Linked DNA regions of Pan troglodytes: region 2 is linked to region 1. Evidence: chromatin contacts called from public HiChIP or PLAC-seq data. All regions are on one chromosome and are shown on one strand. Each heading gives the region's core, a stretch centred on a gene start, on an enhancer-like site or on the middle of the called end of the contact. The rest is flanking DNA. Distances are from core to core; before and after follow the strand shown. Region 1 holds the start of DBR1 (debranching RNA lariats 1). Region 2 holds the start of ESYT3 (extended synaptotagmin 3).

Evidence for each region. HiChIP or PLAC-seq counts read pairs in DNA pulled down with a chosen protein or histone mark.
Region 2: an H3K4me3 HiChIP or PLAC-seq map of stem cell-derived excitatory neurons shows a contact between it and region 1, with 5 times the contacts expected there. The contact joins the promoter of ESYT3 here to the promoter of DBR1 in region 1.

The regions. Positions count from the first base shown.
Region 1 is chr2:141,381,244-141,385,650 of NHGRI_mPanTro3-v2.0_pri, reverse strand. It overlaps DBR1 (debranching RNA lariats 1), which reads left to right and starts at 1,885. Exons shown (of 8, transcript XM_526319.7): 1 at 1,885-2,245; 2 at 3,214-3,338. The coding sequence starts at 2,049.
Region 2 is chr2:141,645,872-141,650,278 of NHGRI_mPanTro3-v2.0_pri, reverse strand. It overlaps ESYT3 (extended synaptotagmin 3), which reads right to left and starts at 2,438. Exons shown (of 23, transcript XM_016942038.3): 1 at 1,929-2,438. The coding sequence starts at 2,255.

The DNA of each region.
Region 1 (4,407 bases), core at 636-3,135:
AGAAAGAGAGGAAAAGATGAAGGAAATAAATTAAAAGATAAAGAATCTCTTTAAACTATTGGCTTCACTGGAAAAGAATCCAATATAAATCCTAAAATTGAAAAGGACTATAATGTTAAAACATTAATAAATGAGTTTGTACATTGGACATAGAACAAAGTAGGATTAGTAAACTAGAAGAGAGGTTATTAGAAACTATCCAAAATAAAACACTGATAAAAATGAGAACTATGGAATAGAAATAAAAGATAGGTAAAATACCATGGAAAAATTCCAAAGGAGTAGGAAAAGACAGAAAAAAAAGCAACATTTAAGTAGATACTGACCAAGAATTTTCCAAAACTGAAAAAAGATACCAAGCTATAGATTCAGAAAGCATAAATGAGTAAGGTTCAAAAAAAAAAAACCACTTAGATATATTTTATTAAAATAGCTTTAAGGAGTAGGGAGAGAAAGTAGAGAAAGAGAAAACAGTAAATAGCAAAGAAAAAGACACATTACTGGCTGGGCGCGGTGGCTAACGCCTGTAATCCTAGCACTTCGGGAAGCCGAGGTGGGCGGATCACTTGAGGTCAGGAGTTCGAAACCAGCTTGGCCATCATGGTGAAACCCTGTCTCTACTAAAAATGCAAAAAATTAGCTGGGCATGGTGGTGTGCACCTGTAATCCCAGCTACTTGGGAGGCTGAGGCAGGAGAATCGCTTGAACTGGGGAGGCGGAGGTTTCAGTGAGCCGAGATCGTGCCACCGCCTCCAGCCTGGGCAACAGAGTGAGAGACTGTCTCAAAAAAACAAAAAACAAACAAACAAACAAAAAACCCACATTACTTTCAATGAAAAAAAACCTTAAGTTTATAGGTGACTTCTCAGTAGAAGATAATGCAAGCCAGAAGATAATAGAATGCTATTTTTGAAATGCTTTGTAAAAAAAAAAAAAAAACAAAACACACACACACTGCTTAACTGGTATTCAGTACTCAGTAAACACACCCTTTATGAATTAAGGTGAAACAAAGACATCTCTTTCTTTGTTTTTCTTTTTTTTTTTTTAGACGGAGTCTCACCCTGTCACCCAGGCTGGAGTGCAATGGCACGATCTCAGATCACTGCAACCTCTGCCTCCTGGGTTCAAGCGATTCTCCTGCCCCAGCCTCCTAAGTAGCTGGGATTACAGGTGTGCACCACCACGCCCAGCTAATTTTTTGTATCTTTAGTAGAGACAGGGTTTCACCATGTTGGCCATGCTGGTCTCAAACTCCTGACCTCGTGATCCGCCCGCCTCAGCCTCCCAAAGTGCTGGGATTACAGGTGTGAGCCAGCACACTGGCTTCTTTTCTTTTCTTCTCTCTCTCTTTCTCTTTTGTCTCTCTCTTTTTTTTTTTTTTTTTTTTTTTTCAGACGGAGTCTCGCTCTGTCGCCCAAGCTGGAGTGCAGGGGCGCGATCTCAGGTCACTGCAACCTCCGTCTCCTGGGTTTGAGGGATTCTCCTGCCTCAGCCTCTGAAGTAGCTGTGATTACAGACGTGCGCTACTGCGCCCAGCTAATTTTTGTATTTTTAGTAGAGACAGGGTTTCACCATTTTCCCCAGAGTGGAAAGAAATTTTTAAACAAACAAATATCTAGAAAAAAATTAATCTGTCGTCGGCCTACAGTAAACAAACAGGAAAACTTAAACTGAGCTCTTCAGACAGAAGAAAAATGATTCCAAAGAGAAAAATGGAAATCCAGGAAGAAAAGAGTAAGGATGGAAAGAGTACATTTGTGGATGTATATACAAAAAGATATTGACTGCATAAAACAATAATTAAAAAAAAGAAAAAAGGAAAAAAAGAAAATAAGTTCCCTGGGATCCCAGAATTAGGTTTGACCTTCCCGGTCCCTCTCTCGCGAGATCTGGAAACCGGAAGTGAATTATTTTGCAGGCGTCTACACCCAGGCGGTGGCTCTACTTATTAAAGTTGGCGGGAGCTGAGCGATCAGTCGGTCCTGGGCTGGCTGTGGTGTAGGGCGTTGCAGGCAGCGCTCATCTTACCTCCTCAGGCCGGCAGAATGCGGGTGGCTGTGGCTGGCTGCTGCCACGGCGAGCTGGATAAGATCTATGAGACGCTGGCGCTGGCAGAGCGGCGCGGCCCGGGGCCTGTCGACCTCTTGCTGTGCTGCGGCGACTTCCAGGCGGTGCGCAACGAGGCGGATCTACGCTGCATGGCCGTGCCGCCCAAGTATCGTCACATGCAAACCTTCTACAGGTGAGGACGCGGCCGGGCCCGGACTTGGCGGTGGGGGGGTGGGACTGGGTTCCCTCTGCCACTGGCTGCCTGTTTCCCTTAGATCCTGTCTTTGTTCGCTCTGTGTCTCTAATTGGTGCCTAACTGAATACAGGGGTGAGGTAGTGGGAGGCGGGAAATGTATTCAGTTAGGTACTGTATTCAGTTAGGTACCAAATTATGTCAGTTTCACTAGCACCCTATCTCATTAGGTGCTTAGGAAATGTCACTTTGCTTCTTTCCATACACATCTTATCCATTTCACAGGGTATCGAAGCCTGGGAGGGGATAACCTGGAGGAAGAAGCTGACAGGTTTAGATAGCTACCTTGTACTTGATAGGACTCTGGAATTAGTTCATTCAATGATCCTGAAGTTTTTACTGGGCGCCTGCTATGTGCTTGTTGTGGTTCTAGAAGATGAGGTTATGGCAATGAACTCGAAACAGTTCTTGACTTAATTGAACGGGCACTGACTTGAGGCTCAAGGTGGAAGCTCTTCATTCCTAAGGGCAAGGATGGATACTGGGCAATTCCTTTTTTTTTTTTTTTTTTCTTGAGACAGAGTTTCGCTTTGTTGCCCAGGCTGGAATGCAGTACCGCGATATTGACCCACTGCAACCTCCGTCTCCTGGGTTCAAGCGATTCTCCCACCTCAGCCTCCCGAGTAGCTGGGATTACACCCAGCTAATTTTTGCATTTTTAGTAGAGACGGGGTTTCACCACATTGGCCAGGTTGGTCTCGAACTCCTGACCTCAGGGGATCCGCCTGTGTCGGCCATCCAAAGTGCTGGGATTACAGGAGGGAGCCACCGCGTCCAGCCCCAGGCAATTCCTTTTGAAAGAGCTTTTTAACTTTTTATGATGAACTCAGTTTCTTTTTTTTTTTTGGAACTCATTTGCTTTTCTGCTATGCCTAATTGTGGTAACTGACTTTGCTCTTATGTTCTAGGTATTACTCTGGAGAGAAAAAGGCCCCAGTTCTCACACTGTTCATTGGGGGAAACCATGAAGCCTCAAATCATTTGCAAGAGTTACCCTATGGTGGCTGGGTGGCACCAAACATTTATTATTTAGGTATGTGATTGTGTTTGTGGATAATTTTTTTTCCTGGGATGGAAGAGCTTATCAGGATTTGCGTTAGTTGGACTGTGTCTTGACATGTATGGTGTTTGGAGAATGTCATTAATTTAAATACTTAATCGTGAAAATTTAATTAAGATAGTTAATTATTAAATGGTTGATCATGAAAATATGCCCTTCATCTAGTGTTTTAAGCACTAGCTAATATCATTGCAAAGACCTCACACACTATTTGTAGTCTCTTCATTTTTTCTTACAATTTTTATTGAATTAAAAAAAGACCTTAAACTTTTATTAATAGAAATTCTTATGCATACACAAAAGTAGAGAATAGTATGATGAATCTCAGTACCTGTTAACCAGCTTCAACGACTATTATATTGCAATCTCCTGGATTTTTTTTTTTTTTTTTTTTTGTGGGAAGAGATGACTAGAGTATTTAAAGCAAGTCCAAGCGTTAGATTATTTCACTTATACATATTTCAGTACATGTTTTTAAGTGATAAGGATCTTTAAAAATACTACTACAGTACTGTTATTATACTTAACTGAAGTAATCATTATCTATTGCCATGTTCGTGGTCAGATTTCCCTGCTTAACGTAAAGATGTCTGCTTTACAATTGGTTTAAATAGGACCCAGACAAGGCCAGCCCATTTCATTTGGTTGTCATGACTCTGAAGTCTATTAGACTATAATAGTCTCCCTGTCTCGCTTTTTCATGCCATTTACTTGCTGAAGAAAACAGGAAGTTTGTCTTGCAGCATTTCCTGCATTCAGGATTTAGCTGATTGGATTCCTTTTATCCTTTGCATTTCCTATAATCTGCTTTTAGATTTTCAGACTTGATTAGATTGTCTCAATATTAGCCCCTATAAACTATATAGCCTTTTCATCCCTTTATTTTTCGAGACAAGGTCTGGTTCTGTTGCCCAGGCTGGAGTGCAGTGGCCTGATCTCAGCTCATTGCAACCTTCGCCTTCCAGGCTCAAGCCATCCTCCCACCACAGCCTCCCAAGTAGCTGTGACTGCAAGCGTGTACCACCACGCCTGGCTAATTTTT
Region 2 (4,407 bases), core at 1,189-3,688, 260 kb before region 1:
CCCTGTTGGCTAGGTCCATGTTGCTCCTGGGGTCTGTATCCCCAACAGAGGCCAGAACTGTCTCTGTGGTGTATGTGGGGGAGAGGCAGGGAGAGTGTCCACGCCCCTACACAATCTGATTTTTGACCCAATATCGGAAATACTGCCTTTACATATAGCTAAGTGTCTAGAGGCTTCCCTGATACGGAAGGGGAGAAAAGAAGGGGTGTTACTTGGTGAAGACTCGCAGGCCCACCCTCATGGGCTAAGGCCATCAAGGGGGACAAAACAGAGATCTGACAGATGGCCTGGACTCCCTCAACCGTGTGCAAGGGGTGTGGACAGGTCAAGCCTGCTTGCTGGGTCCACACCTTTCAGAATCACAAGCCCCACAGAACCATCAGGATGACCAAAGTCTGTGGGAGTCAGGCCCCATGCGCTACCCCTATGGCTACTACCGTAGAAAAGTGTGCACCCTTATCAGGAAGAGTCTTTGGCCCCTCATCCCCCAAATATGTAAGCTATTTGCAAAGCTTTACCATCAAATCGTACATTAAATATTAAGTGTTATGAAGTGTATGCCCACTTTGAAGTGCTAATTCTCAGTTCTTCAGAATGTGATTCTATTTGCAGGTAGGGTTTTTAAAGTGGTAATTAAGTTAAAATGAGTTCATTAGGGTGAGCCTTAATCCAATATGACTGATGTCCTTCTAAGAAGAGATTAGGACACAGAAGGAAGACGGTGTGAAGACAGTAGGAAGACAGCCAGCTGCAAGCCAGCAGAGGCCGCAGGAGAAACCAACCCTGCCAACACCTTGATCTTGGACTTCGGCTCTCTAGAAAGGAAAGGAAAAAAGTGTCTGCTGCTTAAGCCACGCAGCCTGTTGTACTTAGTTATGGCTGACTGATACAATAAGACTTCATTTCTCTTATAAGATAAACTAAATGGGCCTTATATTTTTTTCTCACACCCCACTTTAGAGACTACTGTCAGGAGGAACCTATGGCCCTGCTGGACTTTATAGGCCACAAGCTAGAGACAATGAGGGGTCTGGCGGCCTCCCCCGTGGGCCTGAGAGTAACTGGAAGAAATCTGAAAACGAAGAGCCCCAGCACCGGAGAGACAGTAAGGGTTTGCCGCAGACCAACCATTGGACGGAACACCCCTCTTGCCGGTGTTTCCCAAGCTCACCTAATCATAAGAATCAGCCAGGATACCTCTGTGCCACCCTGGGAGTTATGCAATGGGGCCCAGAACTTGGGTTTTGTTAGGTAAGCCAGGACCAGAAGCGTTTGAGGAATCGTAGTGCCGCCCATGCCACCCCAGGAGATGGGTTTGTCGGGGCAGTGTGCGTGTGCCGGCATCCCTATCCGGCGGAGGGAGGGAGGGAAGGAGGCCCGGGGCCCGGGCGACGTCGGTCTCCCAGCCGTACCCGCCACTCCCACCTCCAGCCCCGCGGAGCCCTCCCCCTACCGCAGTCCAGGCCTCGGCCGCCGAAAGCAACTGGGCCCGCCGTTTCTGTCACTGCGGTATTTGCCCATCTACGTTTTGCGTCCGGCGTTCTTTCTCTGAATCAACAGGCGGGTGGAAGAAATGCCTTCTGATTCCAACCCGAGTAAGTCTGCGAAGTCCCAGACGCCCTTGTTTTTCTCCTGGGTGTGGTCTGCCCGTGACTCTTCTCTCGAGCTCTGGGGCCTTAAATGAAACCCAAGTTCCCCGCTCCCACCGCAGTCGGACCAGAGGTGGACGTGAGGGTGCTGCGCGCCGCGGGAGGGGCGGTCACCGTCCCCAGGGTCTGCGCGCCGGGAGCGGTGGGGAACGGGGTGTGCAGGTCGCCGGGCTCCCGCCCTCCCTCGGGTTTGCGCGCACCAGCTCCCCGCTGACCGCAAGTTCCTCCGAACCTCGAAAGGCATCTCCCCACCTCCCACCCCCACCCGGCTTGGCTCACCCAGGCTGGCAGGTGCTGGCCCCGCAGCTCGCGGCTGATGAACTCGCGTTCATTGTCAAGGAATTCGAAGGCGGCGGCCAGGCGCCCAAGCTTCCCGCGGCGGTTCCTGCGCCACCACATCCACAGCAGGGCGCCGAGCAGCAACCAGGTTATGCTGAGCCCCAGGTAGCCAGCTAGGTAGACAGGCCCCAGGTAGAACAGCACGCGCACCACGAAGGTACAGAGCTCGGGCAGCAGCTGGCTGGACAGACGCAGCTCGGGGCCCGGCGCGCGCTGGGCTCCCAGGGCGCTGGGGGCCCCGGGGGCGCAGGGCTCCTCTGCTCGCATCTCGTCGCCGCAGTCTTGCCCTTCCCGAGAGCTTCACCCGAGCTTAGGTCCGCATGCCCCCACGCCCATGCGCATCTGTCTCCCAAGCTCGAGGACCAGGACGCCGCGCCCCCTTGCCCTGCTGGGACTCTCGGCGCGCCGAGCACAGGGTCCTCTGCGGCGGAGAGCGGCGCCTGGAAATGCACCGAGCCGCGCCGCCCCAGTTCTCGGCTCCAGTTCTCGGCTCCAGTGAGTCCGCAGCTCCGGAAGTCTCCGCCCTAGCGGGGCGGGCCGCCCGCCTGGCTCCTGCCCGCTCTAAAGAGCAACCAGCCGGTGAGCTCGGCCTCTGACCCCAGCACGTGGCGCAGGCGTCAGCCGGAGGTGTGCACTCGCCAGTCCGGGTGGACCAAGTGCTGCCCTAGGTGGTTAATGACTCACCAACACCTGTGTACAACTGGCTTATCATGGATAAACATCACCTAAAACCTGTTTCCTACACGCGGTCTATAATACACAGTATAGTCTGGACTCAGCTGGCATTCGAGGCCCTCCCTGGACAGGCTCAGCCAGGCCTCCCCAGACTCAGGTCCTGCGTCCCGGCCCTCCAACTGGCCCCTAGAGCCTGCAACGCTGCCAGCTCCTCTGGCATCTGTAAAGCTTGGACCTAGCCCCCAGCCTCATCAAGCCGAGCTCAGGGCCCCTCCTGCGCGCCACAAAACCCTCTGCCCCGCTCTCCCCATCCTCTCTTCTAGGTGTCTGTTTGGATCGTCATTCCCTGCATCATCAGACGGGGAACTTCCGGGCACCGGCCCGTCTTGGCCATCTGTGGGGCGCCCAACAAGGGCAAGCGACCGGCGAATAAAAGGAAAGATGAAGAGGAAGCCCCGAGGTGCCTGAGAGTCAATGGTGAAGCCCATGGTTTCTAACCCTTTAATGATCAGAGCAGGTGGAGCTCCGAATCTCTTAAGTTCGGATAGTAAATCGTCTTGCGGATAGCATATATTTCAGACGGCCACATGAAAGGGCTCACATCAATTACTGGAATGTGATTTTGGAGTTGACAAATGTACCAGAGTGATTTGGAATGACTCTACTGTTTCAACAGCTTTATCGAAAGGCTGGAGCCGATGGATAGCAATCAAAATATTCTCTTCTCTTTCCTTTTCTCTCCCTCCCTCTCCCCGCCCCCCCCCCCCCGCCCCTGTCTCCCGTTCTCGTTCTGACTCTTGCTCTGTCACTCTCTTTTTCTCTCTCTGGCTTTATCCTCTCTCTTGGATAAAATTACTTACTGCAATGAGTTTTTTCAACAATAGATGAGTTCCTGGTGGTCAGAATACCTGGACCCTTCTCTATTGTTCTTGGCTTTCCAGGACTCAGCCAAAACAGAGGCTTAAAGTCCCCCAACTTAACATTCTCCCAGTGTAGCCTGGGAAATCAACGGAAGAAATGCTGCTCGCTGGAGTTCCTTCTTGAGAGTTGCATGTACACAGTCCTAGTAAAGGCTCTGAGAAGTCCTTCAGACAAAAAGTTATTAAATTCTATTTAACCCAGTGTTTCCCAGATTATTTGACCACAGAATTCTTTCCTCAAAATATTTCTCTATTGGTTAACCCAAGTCTGCTGAAGCAAAAGAGAGTGTAGGATAGGGATACTGGGAATTCTCCTGGAAGCTGAGGCAGAATGTGTCTGGCTCTCAGGATGGACGGACCAGGAAGCTAACTGCCAGAACTGCGCTCCTCATCCTTGTGGCCCTCCCTGCTGACCTGCCTGTCTGGTTGAAGTGCAGAACACAGCACTTTCCCCCCAACATCCAGAGATGGAGGACATAGGTCTCACCAATCCAGAGAGACTGCCTTGACCCTTATCCTGTCCCAATTCCAAACCCCTTGGAGACAGGATCCAGCTGAATCTATCATCCCCTTCATCCTTCACACACAGCAAGTCCACACCTCAACCTGGGCTAGTTTGGGAGGGGGTGTGGAAGGTAGTGAGTTTGTGGGGGGATTACTAGAGAAAGGAAGGTTGTTGGTTTGTGAACTGGATGGACACCCACTGAGACAGATGCCCAGCCTGAGACGACCTGTGGGGCATTGCCATCCCCAGCTGCATCGCCTTTCTTTCCTTGAACACATCAAGTTCATTTATGCTGCAAGGCTTTTGTACTTGCTGTTCT